2 separate regions of the Hordeum vulgare genome follow, and region 1 is linked to region 2. Evidence: chromatin contacts called from public Hi-C data. All regions are on one chromosome and are shown on one strand. The core of a region is the stretch at or near the end of the contact, and the rest is flanking DNA. Distances in the headings are between cores, read along the strand shown. Region 1 holds the start of LOC123403420. Region 2 holds the start of LOC123402843 (pollen-specific protein C13).

Region 1 (6,772 bases), core at 3,361-5,860, 140 kb after region 2:
CGTTTGAACCTCAGTGCCAAGGATTCATATAATCCCGTATGTCATTCCCTTTGTCCTTCGGTATGTTACTTGCCCGAGATTCGATCGTCAGTATCCGTATACCTATTTCAATCTCGTTTACCGGCAAGTCTCTTTACTCGTTCCGTAATACAAGATCCCGCAACTTACACTAAGTTACATTGCTTGCAAGGCTTGTGTGTGATGTTGTATTACCGAGTGGGCCCCGAGATACCTCTCCGTCACACGGAGTGACAAATCTCAGTCTCGATCCATACTAACTCAACTAGCACCTTCGGAGATACCTGTAGAGCATCTTTATAGTCACCCAGTTACGTTGCGACGTTTGATACACACAAAGCATTCCTCCGGTGTCAGTGAGTTATATGATCTCATGGTCATAGGAATAAATACTTGACACGCAGAAAACAATAGCAACAAAATGACACGATCAACATGCTACGTCTATTAGTTTGGGTCTAGTCCATCACGTGATTCTCCTAATGACGTGATCCAGTTATCAAGCAACAACACCTTGTTCATAATCAGAAGACACTGACTATCTTTGATCAACTGGCTAGCCAACTGGAGGCTTGCTAGGGACGGTGTTTTGTCTATGTATCCACACATGTAAATGAGTCTTCATTCAATACAATTATAGCATGGATAATAAACGATTATCTTGATACAGGAATTATAATAATAACTATATTTATTATTGCCTCTAGGGCATAATTCCAACACTGATACCATTGAGTTAGCCCTTTCACTTGAGCTTGATGTTGTTGTTCCTTCTTGGCTCAAGTTGAAAGCAAGACATGATGAAGTCTTCAAGTAGCTCTCCCATACACAATGTGGAAAGCCTAGCTTATGTATTCATCTTCATTTGTCCACCATGTGAACATCATCCACAAGAATCAAGCATGTAGTGCTCGGGAATGCTTATCTTGATCTTTGTCCTTGTTAGCACATGAGCTTGTCCATACCATGGGATCACTTGATCCCTCTCGGTACATCTTGTACGCTTTGTGTGTTGATCATCTTGATTTACTCTTTGTCTGAGATCTTGATCAACCTTGTGTCTCTATGACCATTCTTTGGATAATACCTTGAATACCATCTTGGTCATCATATAAACTCCTTGAAACCAACAGATGGACTTCAAGAAGTGCCTATGGACAAATCCTATAAATATAACTTAAGGCAACCATTAGTCCATAGGAATTTTCATCAATTACCAAAACCACATATGAAGTTTTGAAGAAGTTCAAAATAGAGCAGTCCAAGAAGGGGTTCTTGCCAGTATTACAAGGTATAAAGTTGAGTAAGACTCAGTGTCCAGTAACCGTGGAAGATAGAGAAAAGATGAGTACCGTCCCCTATGCTTCAGCCATAGGGTCTATCATGTATGCAATGATGTGCACAAGACCGGATGTCAGCCTCTCCATAAGTATGGCAGGCAGGTTTCAAAGTAATCCAGGAGTGTATCACTAGACGGCGGTCAAGAATATTCTGAAGTACCCGAAAAGGACAAAGGAAATGTTTCTCGTTTATGGAGGTGACGAAGAGCTCGTCGTAAAGGGTTACGTTGATGCAAGCTTTGACACTGATTCGGATGACTCTAAGTCTCAAACCGGATACGTATTTATTCTTAATGGGGGTGCGGTAAGCTGGTGTAGTTCCAAGCAAAGCGTCGTAGCAGATTCTGCATGTGAAGCGGAGTACATGTTTGCCTCGGAGGCAGCTAAGGAGGGTGTCTGGATGAAGTACTTCATGACGGATCTTGGAGTTGTGCCAAGCGCACTAAATCCAATAACTCTGTTCTGTGACAACACTGGTGCCATTGCTTTAGCAAAGGAACCATGGTTTCACAAGAAGACCAGACACATCAAACGACGCTTCAACCTCATCCGCGACTACGTCGAAGGAGAGGACGTAAATATTTGCAAAGTGCACACGGATCTAAATGTTGCAGATCCGCTGACTAAACCTCTTCCACGAGCGAAGCATGATCAACACCAGAATTGTATGGGTGTTAGATTCATTCCAATGTAAATCACATAGCGATGTGAGACTAGATTATTGACTCTAGTGCAAGTGGGAGACTGTTGGAAATATGCCCTAGAGACAATGATAAAATAGTTATTATTATATTTCCTGTTTCAAGATAATCGTTTATTATCCATGCTATAATGGTATTGAATGAAAGCATAGATACATGTGTGGATATATAGACAAAACATTGTCCCTAGTAAGCCTCTAGTTGACTAGCCAGTTGATCAAGGATGGTTAAGGTTTTCTGACCATGTGCAAGTGTAGTCACTTTATGACTGGATCACATAATTAGGAGAATGATGTGATGGACAAGACCCAAACTATGAACGTAGCATGTGATCGTGTCATTTTGTTGCTATTGTTTTCTGCGTGTCAAGTATTCATTCCTATGACCATGAGATCATGTAACTCACTGACACCGGAGGAATACCTTGTGTGTATCAAACGTCACAACGTTACTGGGTGACTATAAAGGTGCTCTACAGGTATCTCCGAAGGTGAACGTTGAGTTAGCATGGATCAAGACTGGGATTTGTCTCTCCGTGTGACGGAGAGGTATCTCGGGGCCCACTTGGTAATACAACATCACATATAAGCCTTGCAAGCAATGTGACTCAAAGTGTTAGTCACGGGATCTTGTATTACGGAACGAGTAAAGAGACTTGCCGGTAACGAGATTGAAATAGGTATAGAGATACCGACGATCAAATCTCGGGCAAGTAAAATACCGAAGGACAAAGGGAATGTTATACGGGATTATATGAATCATTGGCACGGAGGTTCAACCGATAAGATCTTCATAGAATATGTAGGATCCAATATGGAGATCCAGGCCCCTCTATTGGATATTGACCGGGGAGTGTCTCAGGTCATGTCTACATAGTTCTCGAACCCACACGGTCTGCACACTTAAGGTTCGGTGACGTTTCGGTATAGTTGAGTTATAGGTGTTGGTGAACGAAGGTTGTTCAGAGTCCCGGATGAGATCACGGACGTCACGAGGGTTTCCGGAATGGTCCGGAAACGAAGATTGATATATATGATGTTTTCACTTGGTCTCCGGAAAGATTTCGGGCATTACCGGTAGTGTACCGAGAGTGACGAATGGGTTCCGGATCTTTACCGGGAGGGGCCCACCCACCCGGGAGTGAGTTCAATAGTCCTAGGATGGCGCGCCAGCCCTTAGTGGGCTAGTGAGGCCAGCCCAAGTGGGCTATGTCGCTAGAAGAAGAAAACCAAAAGAAAAGAATAAAAAAGAGGGAGGTGGGAAGGGAGATGAGGACTCCTCCTTCCCCAAACCGAATTGGAGTTGGAGTCCTCCTCTCCACTTCAACCGGTGCCCTAGGGCTCCCTTGAGCCCTAAGGCTAGCCCTCCCCTCCTCCTATATATACTAGAGGTTTTAGGGGTTTTGAGACACAACTTTGCCACGTGCAACCCAAACCTATACCTCATAGTTCTTCCTCTAGATCGGATTTCTGCGGAGCTCGGACGGAGCCCATCAGGAATAGATCATCACCATCATTGGCGCTCTGTCACGCTGCCGGAGAACTCATCTACTTCCCCGTCTCTCTTGCTGGATTAAGAAGGCGGAGATCGTCATCGAGCTGTACGTGTGCTGAACGCGGAGGTGCCGTCCATTCGGTACTAGATCGGGACGGATCGTGGAACGACGATGATTTGAATCACGAAGTTGTACCACTACATCAACCGCGTTTCTTAACGCTTCCCGCTTAGCGATCTACAAGGATATGTGGACCGATCTCCCTCTGGTAGATGAACATCACCATGATAGGTCTTCGTGTGCGTAGAATTTTTTTTGTTTTCCATGCAACGTTCCCGAACACATTTGTAGTAACAGAAATGAATCAGTGGGGAGGATAACAAATGAAGAGAAACAATATCAAAATCAAACTCACCATGGCATCGACGCACACGTAGTACCTCCTGCCTGGGTTCGGAATGCTCGAGGAGATCCATCTTGGTGCCTTCTGACGAGGATTGCACCAGCAAAGCTTCGCCGGCTCGTAAGCCATCAAGCTCTCCCTGTAGGGCACCGGCGACCTCGACTCCTCGCCTCTCCTTCCTGCGGCTCGAAGGAAGCCAGGAGCAGCAACAACAGAATAACCCGATGACCACGACATTCCCCTGAATAGATCAGCTGCCGTCCTGCGCAATGTGCTCCGCCGCCGCGCCGCTCAAGATCCGCCGCCGTCGCCCCTAACCCTACTCCTCCCACTTCAAAATCCCCATATACTTTGATGTGGCCTCATCTCTCACCACGCGTTGTGGTTATAACGCAACCTGGCCCATCAGACATAAAAAAATCCTGGCCACGTCAATGTGTTTACCTCTAAAACGCTATCAAGATTTGATTTAGACTGGGATTTAAAAGTTTAGGATATAAACAACAGAAATTTCCAATTTAAGGTTCGATTCATTGAAGAACTATCAGTTCAAGATTTAAAATGAACATTTTCCGATCTGCCTTCACCCAGAAGCGATCCACGGCAATGGGCTTACTGGACCAGTGGAGAAGAGCACTCCGGTCACCGAGCGGCGACACGACACGATTTGGCCACACCGCCCACCGCTCTTCCCACTTCGCCATCTGGAGACTTCCAGAAGGCAGCAGAACCCCCAAATCCTCCTCGCTTCTACGCTGCACGATCAAACCAACTCCCGAAAATCCCACGCAAAAGAAGCGAAAAATTAAAACGACATGAACTCCCTCAAGAACTCGCGCTCCGCCCTCTCCCGTCTCCTCCGCCACAAACCCGCCGCCGGCCGGCCGCAGGCCCCGCCCCCGCCACCGCCGGTGGCGCGGGGAACGGCCGCTCGGCACTACCACGCCGCCCCGCGCCGCCCAGGGTTCATTCAGTCCTTCAGCCGGGGGCCCCTCCGCCACGAGCCCGCCGCCCTCTTCCGGCCCCCGCCGGCGCAGCCGCAGGTGCCGCCTCCCCGGCACTACTTCACCTCCTCGCGCCGCCCGGAGGTCATCCACTTCGCGCGCCGCCGCGGCGGGGCGCGGTGGTACCACGACAGGCGGAAGGTCGCCGCGGTGGTCCTCCTCGCCGGCGGCGCGACCGTCGTCGTCTACTTCGGCAACCTCGAGACCGTGCCCTACACCAACCGCACCCACTTCGTCCTTGTCTCGCCCCAGCTCGAGCGCCAGCTCGGCGAGTCCCAGTTCGCCGATCTCAAGAAGGAGCTCGCCCCCAAGATCCTGCCCCCGCTCCACCCCGACAGCGTCCGCGTCCGCCTCATCGCCTCCGACATCGTCCGCGCCCTCCACCGCGGCCTCGCCGACCGCCGCAGCGACGACTCCGATGACGCCTCCTACGGCGACATCTCCTCCGACATCGCCGTCAAGGCCCGCGACATGGATGCCGAGGACGTGATGCACCGGGTCTCGCCTGGCAAGACCACGCGCACAGCGGCTGCGGCTCAGGGAGACGACGAGCTTCTCGATGACAGGTGGGTCGCCGAGAGCCGGAGACGGGGGAAGGCACGCGGAGCGCAACCACAGACGAAGCACCTCAATGAGCTCAATTGGGAGGTCATCGTCGTCAGAGATAAGCTCATCAATGCAATGTGCTTGCCCGGTGGTAAGATTGTAGTCTTCACTGGATTGCTCGACCATTTCAAGACAGATGCTGAGATTGCGACAGTGCTTTCGCATGAGGTGGGTTTACTAATTTGGTTATGGGCTCGTATCTACTTTTGGTTGGTTGTACAGTGCATTGGAACTGATATTGGTACCTCTATGTTTTAGATTGGGCACGCTATCGCGAGGCACTTGCCAGAGATGATCACCAAGGGCATGTGGTTCACTATCCTGCAGCTTGTCGTCCTACAGTTTATTTACATGCCAGACCTAATTAATGCAATGTCGACATTACTCCTCAGATTGCCCTTCTCACGAAGGTATTCATTTCTGCATTTCATATTGTTCGTAGAATCATGGTTATTTACATTCTACACGTGATAAGTTGCATATATGACTGAAATGAGATGCTACCAGATCTGGCAAAAGCCAATAAATTGGCACCAATGGGCTTGATTTGTCTAGTTATCTCGTTTTGGTATAAGTTATGATATGACTCCTGCTTCAAGTGCCTCCATGGGGGCCATTCTATACTATTCTGAGCCAACCTGTTATTTCAGCTTAATGTACCACAGACCAGTGAGAACCTATCTAGGTAAAGTGATAAACCATGCATAGGAAAAAGCTCATATCAACATACAAACATGCATGATAATTTTTTTACATTGTTCTATCTATACTTGATAAACTATACTTAATAAACATTGTGCAACCACACAATGATCAAACACAATAAATCATATGTATTTTCATTTTATTTCTCATATTATTACTCCAATAAATCATATGTATTTTCAGTTTATTTCTCATATTATTACTCCCAATATTCATGTTCCATGCAACCAAATCACACTGAATTATATTGCAAAACCCGCAATGTTGTGCGGGGTATCATCTAGTACCATTTAATTTTGCTACAGACTTAACTAATAGCGGTGACAATTCTAGTTATAAAACACATGACTCTTGATTGCCCTACAGATGAGATTATTATTGATAATTCTTATCCCCATCAGGGCATTGGACCTCGGAGAGACATCTAGTTATCTGTTCTCTTACTTTTTGATGGACTTATTAGCTATTCACGCAGGTTCTTAGAAAGTAGACGAAATCAG
Region 2 (6,642 bases), core at 2,880-5,379:
CTCATATATGGGAGGTATGAGAAGTGTCAGACAATCCAGACATTTATGGAGGCTTTGAGAGGCTTTGAGGGTTTCGGTTGTATCAACTTTTCTTGTTTTTCCTGTCCGGTCAATTTGAGGAGTCTGTGGTGTAAGTGTTGATCGTCTTGGGAATCTCCATTCAAAACTGACTGAATGCACTTTAAGTCTCCAATCGTTTCAGTTGAGAAGAACCATATTTGCCTTTCAGCCGGCAAAGAACTTTCTTCCTCAACCTTGTCATTTTTTCTGGGGAAATCAAATGTCAGTTAAGATTTCCCATTTCAAAAGAGAAAACTGCACACAGTACGCACATCAGCGTGCTCTGTCGCTTGAAAAAACTGCACACGGTAAGGCACTCTTAGACAAACAACAATCTCACATTAGCCTGCTAAGATGAACCAACATGTCTGATTTACTAGCTCCCAAGTTCCGTGGTTCAACCTGAACCACCGATCAACATACATACTCAAGCAGCGATACTTCTTGTCTTGGTTGGTAATACTACATATAGATAGATGTTTCACAACATTTCACACAACAGCTAGTGATACATTAACCTGTTTTGTGATAGCGAATTCGGAGTGCTCAGACGCGGTCGTCGACCTCCTCGTACATCTTGAGGATCTGCGCGCATGCAGCCAGAGGGGTGTCCTTCTCAAACCCCAGAGCATTAGCCAACCGGACGTTGGACGCGACGCCATTGTTGTTGTTGAGGAAGACAGGGGCCCTCTCCCGCCCGGCAACTGCCTTGGCACAGGCCGTGTCAGGGCTGCTAACGAGGACAGACTCGCAGAGCTCATGCTCGTGCTCGTCGTCCACGGGGATGTTGTAGGTACCAGTGTGGTCAGTGTGACCCTCGAAGCTGCATGTCTGGGCCCCAGTAGATCTCGACTTGCACTCAACTCTAACCTTCGCTCCTGTTGAAAGCAAGGATAGCATATTAGTGACAGTTGGCAAACAAAAATATTAAATTCTCATGAATAGTAAGTAGTTTGTAGTTTTGATAGATGAGATTTTATTTGAATGAGATATTCAATAACCAATCAATGTTAGCTTCTCAAACATTCAGCCCTATATACATATTACCATGTATTGTCACAACCACAAACTAATGGTGATTCAACTTTCAGCTTTAGCTCGTAGCATTTTACGAATTATTATTACCAAGCCGGTTAACCATAAAGATCTAAAATGAAGAAACAACCAAGGTAACTATTCCTGTAGAAGTCATAAAACAACTTTGTCTTCTGTTCTCGAGATGCATTGAACCCGCAATGGTGTGTTCTATCAGCAATGCTGATTAGTGATTACCACTAGTCCTCGCCTCCTCAGTGTGACAAATAGCCATGCTGAAGTGCAGTTCTGTGCTATTTGCACAACATGTCAGATGCTACCAATGGATGGTTATTTAAGCAGTGTTCAGATAACCGAGCAGGACATTTGATCTGTCCCAGCTTTCAACAGACAAAATATTACTTTCTACAAAACATAAATAGGGTTTATTGCCTGAATTGCCCCGTGTTATGAACAAACATGCATAACGATTTGTTTTTATGTAGGTGGGCCTCCAAATTTCACCCGTGATCGTCCAAGAACATTACAAAAGATTACAAGATGGACTGGTGGTTTAAATTTTTCACATTTGAAAAGATCTCTAGGCAATGTGATGATATTAATATTGTGGGTACATGTGGGAAAACCATACTCTTTCCCTAAGTTAATTAACTGCTGCGACGAAGCCTAGTGCTGCAGCATCACAAAATCCAGGTGCTACAATAGCTGCAGCATTACAGTTAGAAGGACCTATTTGCAAGTAGTATCTCGAATTATTGATAAATAACAACATGGTACTCGTCCAAAATCTGGATAGTATATGATACTCCCTCTGTTCCAAAATACTTGAAGTTATAGGTTTCTCCTAAGTCAAACATTTTCTACTCGTCCAAAATCTGGATAGTATATGATACTCCCTCTGTTCCAAAATACTTGAAGTTATAGGTTTCTCCTAAGTCAAACATTTTCCAACCTTATAAAAAAATGCTAATATCAACAAAATCAAACATATACAGTATGAAAATATATTATGATAATGAAGCTAATTTGGTGCTGTAGATGTTGGTACATTTTTCTATAAACTAGGTCAAACATTAAGAAGTTTGACTTAGGACAAACCTAGAACTTCAAGTATTTTGCAATGGAGGGAGTAACTGAGGTTTAACTTGAATTCTGAACATATTTCTTCGTTGTGACATGCATGCCACTTCATTCCAGACTGTTTTGCATTTTGGCATGCCTTATAAGTAACTCCAGTTTGTTGTGTTCCATTTCTTACAGTATTTTGTTTGTTAACGACAAATTTAAAATGGATGGGAAATATTCAGTTAAGATGCACAAATTGAAGTTCAAATATGTCCTAAATTGCCCATGCCGGAAAAAATCAAATTGTATGTATATCACAATAGAAGTACAAGCAGATAAACCGGTGAAGTCTTCTGTTTTTTTAGGGCAAAACTGGTGAAATCATTGAGCCTGACAGCACAAAGATACTTAGTAGCCAAACACATAAGATACATTGTGATTCGACCACTAGCAATTTTATCAAGCAAAGAATCCAATTGCACAAAATCACAAAACAACAAACTTTGTACAAAGATAATCAATGCATACAAGAACAGTACTACAAAAGTTATATTTCTATTGACATAGGAAAGTGCCTGTACGGGTTCCATGAAAACAGTAGGTATGTTCACAGAATGTTCTTGAACGTACAATTAATAGAGCGGGTAATGATAGGTGAGCTGTATTTGTAATCAATCCAATCCACAAAGGATTTTGTACATAAAGCGAAACATAATTAACACTAGCTATCTGTCTAAAAATCCAACTTGTACCAGAATTAAATTGGTCGTTGCCACCTGCAGACTAGCTAAATAACCAAATCATGTTAAGTCTGAGCGCTCTCATTTCATAGCAGGTTCAGTCTAGTCTTTATAAAGATTGAAGTCTGGATACTTATCTGTATATCACCTTGTACTATCTGGTGTCAAGAATAACCTTTTTCTTGGTGAAAAACTAGAGAATATACATTTGTGTTCATTAATGATACAATCTCTCTGCAGTTCAGATGAATGTGTTGTTTTGATACTGAGCCTGTATTATTTTTCCTAGTGTGCAGGGAACGTGCCTGCATGCCCCGGCGTGTTGTGTGTGCATTGTGGGAGTCCACTTTATCATTTGTCTGCCAACTTACTTCAGATATCAAACACCAAGCAACCCATCTGTAATTCGACTATATTCGGTTTAGAAAGAGGTTTGTGTTCTGTATTGTCATTTAACAGAGAGCGGTAGGATGAGATCCAGACACCACTATCCACCAATGTCTGTTTATACTGTTCCGAGTATGAACCATGCGATAAATGAAACCATCAACCATGACCAGAGATCCTATGATATTAGATCTAGCACATGATATGAACGCAGTCTGCAACCCAGTATACACAGTATCTTACTCGGTACTGGGGATTCCAAAAACCATGCATCCAAGCACAACCGGCGTGAACCAACCACTTGCCATTTCGGCATCTACTAAATCAGATCGCAGGGGAAACGAAGAGAAATCAGCTTATTTTTTTCACATTCCCGTCGTATAGTTGCTACTCGCTACTCCTATCAGGTAACATTCATGGGTAAACAAACGCATTTGAGAAAGGAAAATGAGCAGGAAGAAGACGAGGGGAAAGTGAAACGACGGGGGGAGGCCGAGAGGGGCGCGCTCCTGCGAAACCGACGCAACCGCAACGGATCGAGAGAGAAGTGAAGAGGCCGCCGATGCGGCGTACGTACCAGCGATGAAGGTGGACGCCGGGGTCTCGAATCCGGCGCGGCAGGTGTCGCACCAGACGCGGCCGCGCACGACGAACTGGGTAGGGTGCAAGTGGAGGCCGCGGGACGCGGTGGCGGACGACGCCGCGAGCGCGCACAGCACGGCCGCGAGCAGGAGGGAGGCGCGGAGGGACGCCATTGCCAGCGGCGGGTTGGGGAGTGAGCGAGAGCGAGAGCGGCAGAGTGGAGTGGAGTGGAGTGGAGGGTTGAGATTGCGGAGAGAGTGGAGTGCGGGGAATAATGGTCGCGTGGGGCCGTTGTCGTGGGCGTTGGGGATCCGCGCACCGCACGGTGAGGGGAGGCTCCAGAGAATCTAGGGGGGTCTCGTTGCTTTGCTTTTTTTTTCGAAAAATGATTAAAATCAACTGACGGACGCCCACATAATACATAGTTTTAGTGTAACATAATACTCACTCTGTCTCAAAAAGTTGTCTTAGATTTGTCTAGATATGAATGTCTTTAATTAAGTTTTAATATTTAGATTCATACATTCCTAGACAAACTTAAGACAAGAATTTTGAGACGGAGGGAGTAGGTGTTTTATGACACCTGATTGCAATATGCTAAATGTTGCGATACTTTCCGGTCTTCCATTTAGATCGGATCGGGAGTCACGGCACCGATTCTCTTGACTCAATTCACGCACAACGTGTACCTCTGTCAGCTTACTATTTTTTATGCAACATCATCTCTGTTATACAAATCTTTTCGCAATAACATCCATGTTGCAAAAAAGTTAAAATCAAAAAATATTCTGCAACATCAGTAACAACATCAATGTTGCAAAAAAGTTAAAACGGAAAAATAATAGTTCTGTAATAGAACCTCTGTTGCAAATCTTTTCGCAACATATGGTCTGTTGCAAAGAAGAACTTTACAAAAATGACTTTGTTGCAATGATGAGGAAAGATAACATCAGGTCAAACGACTGTCCAAGCGGTGCATCTTTTAGAAAGATCCGTCGGTCGACGCATAGCGTCGCCCTTTTCTTTTTCTATATACTCGATAGAAAAGACTAACATGAAAAAGAGGAAAAAATTCTCAGCAGCGTGACCCGGAAGAAAGGTTCCAAGCCAAACCCTTAAAACTTACTTGTGACTCGTTAATTTTTTAACACAAATTGATATCTTTTGAGACCATGGATTTAAAGCTTAGCGTTCAATACTTCATCAACGACATCTTAAAGCATCTTCAATAGATGATGTGGATGTATAAATAATAGTATTTTTACATGTTCGGCCTGGCCCACCTCGTCGTGGCCGCCGTCGGCTACAATCTTCCCCGACCCCGCCTCTGCCGCCATGACACCCCATCCCGCCACGCCGGTTCCGCATCATCCTAGTTGGCTGCCACTGCGGGAACCCGTCCACCGCCAACGAATAAGCAGTGGCCAAACCCAATGGTGGCGACATGCAACCCCTCCATGGCTCCATCTTGGGTGGCGAAGAAGACGATGGTGGTCGCGGCTGCTTCGGCCAATCCGATGCCACCGGGCATGGGCCCCTCTCCTCCACAATGTGAGAAGTGACAACAAATAGGATGAAGGTTGAGATGCTATGTTGAATGTTATCTTTATGTGCATTTTAATTTGTTAAACCAAGAACTTTGACTGATATGATGCATTTTCATTTGTTGGATTATGAACTATGTTTGCTACCGAAGTTGAGTTCATGTTAAATATGAAAAATATTGCTCATTTATATGTCTGTATGATGATTTTGATTCGAAAGAGTACAGTTGTACCATGGCTGGAGGGCGACCATTTTATATCTTCAAATATGCATCATTTATTGAAGCACTAATTTTACATCATCAAATATACATAATCTGTTTGATAAACTTTTTTGATGATATAAAAAAGCATTTTTTATGATGTAAATTATATATCACCCACTTTTGCATCTTCAACTCGAGGTGCTCTTAGGCACATACTTCACCGGTTCGTCACTACGAGCACTGATCCAAAGAAAACGACATGGAAAACTACAACCTTTGTAGAAACACAACTTCCTTGACTACTCCTACATGTTCAATCAGTGTTTTCTCCATCTCCTTATTGCTTTTCTTTGTTGTCTTCTCTAGCTTGCACACGTGTCTTATATGCCTTCTTAAACTTGCACATTACGCCCTCTTCAATCTCATCTCTAGAAACTAGGGTACCAACATCCAATAGATATCTCTTTATTAATTATCAATGTATTCTTCTTCCTAAATTCGAATGTATTCTTCTTCCAAAAATCAAAAGTTACAAGATTCCTTTCGAGTAGGAGCAGTCAAGGAAGTTATACCGTCTTTCGAGACCCGACGCATCCCCTGCTAGTGCACCAACACCCAATAGACCTCTCTTGATCAATCTGGGATGTTCTATCATCTTTGAGACCCGGCGCATCACCAACCGCTAGAGGTCATCACACTTGATGATCGGTAGACGCACACCGATGAGTTGCTATGCGAGGGCCGAGCATGGCCTACCGACCAACGAGGATGTGTCGATGGTTGGACGACGATCCAAGCGGCGAGAGGGGAAAGACATACCGCAAGGCAACACAGTGAACTCTGTGTGGCTGCGCGATTTGGTTTTTATGACGAACTCGATGAAATACGACGTCATCGAGGCGTAGGTGCGTCAAATCTTGCGATGACGACGACTCGTGTAGATGTGTCGAATCAGACAACATGGGGACGTACGTTGACCAAATCAAAGTGAAAGGAGGAGCGACGGATGCTACAAAGCGACTA

What was found. Hi-C and Micro-C count contacts between places; a contact is called where the count stands out from the background.
Region 1: a Hi-C map of leaf shows a contact between it and region 2, with 2.7 times the contacts expected there. The contact joins the promoter of LOC123403420 here to the promoter of LOC123402843 in region 2. A contact is called at or near these places in 4 of 6 Hi-C or Micro-C datasets (leaf and seedling) and 1 of 1 datasets of contacts at active chromatin or transcription factors (embryo).

What each region holds. Positions count from the first base shown.
Region 1 is chr6H:495,201,834-495,208,605 of MorexV3_pseudomolecules_assembly, forward strand. It overlaps LOC123403420, which reads left to right and starts at 4,611. Exons shown (of 3, transcript XM_045097356.1): 1 at 4,611-5,735; 2 at 5,826-5,977. The coding sequence starts at 4,773.
Region 2 is chr6H:495,064,804-495,071,445 of MorexV3_pseudomolecules_assembly, forward strand. It overlaps LOC123402843 (pollen-specific protein C13), which reads right to left and starts at 4,130. Exons shown (of 2, transcript XM_045096799.1): 1 at 3,865-4,130; 2 at 380-938. The coding sequence starts at 4,042. The coding sequence ends at 607.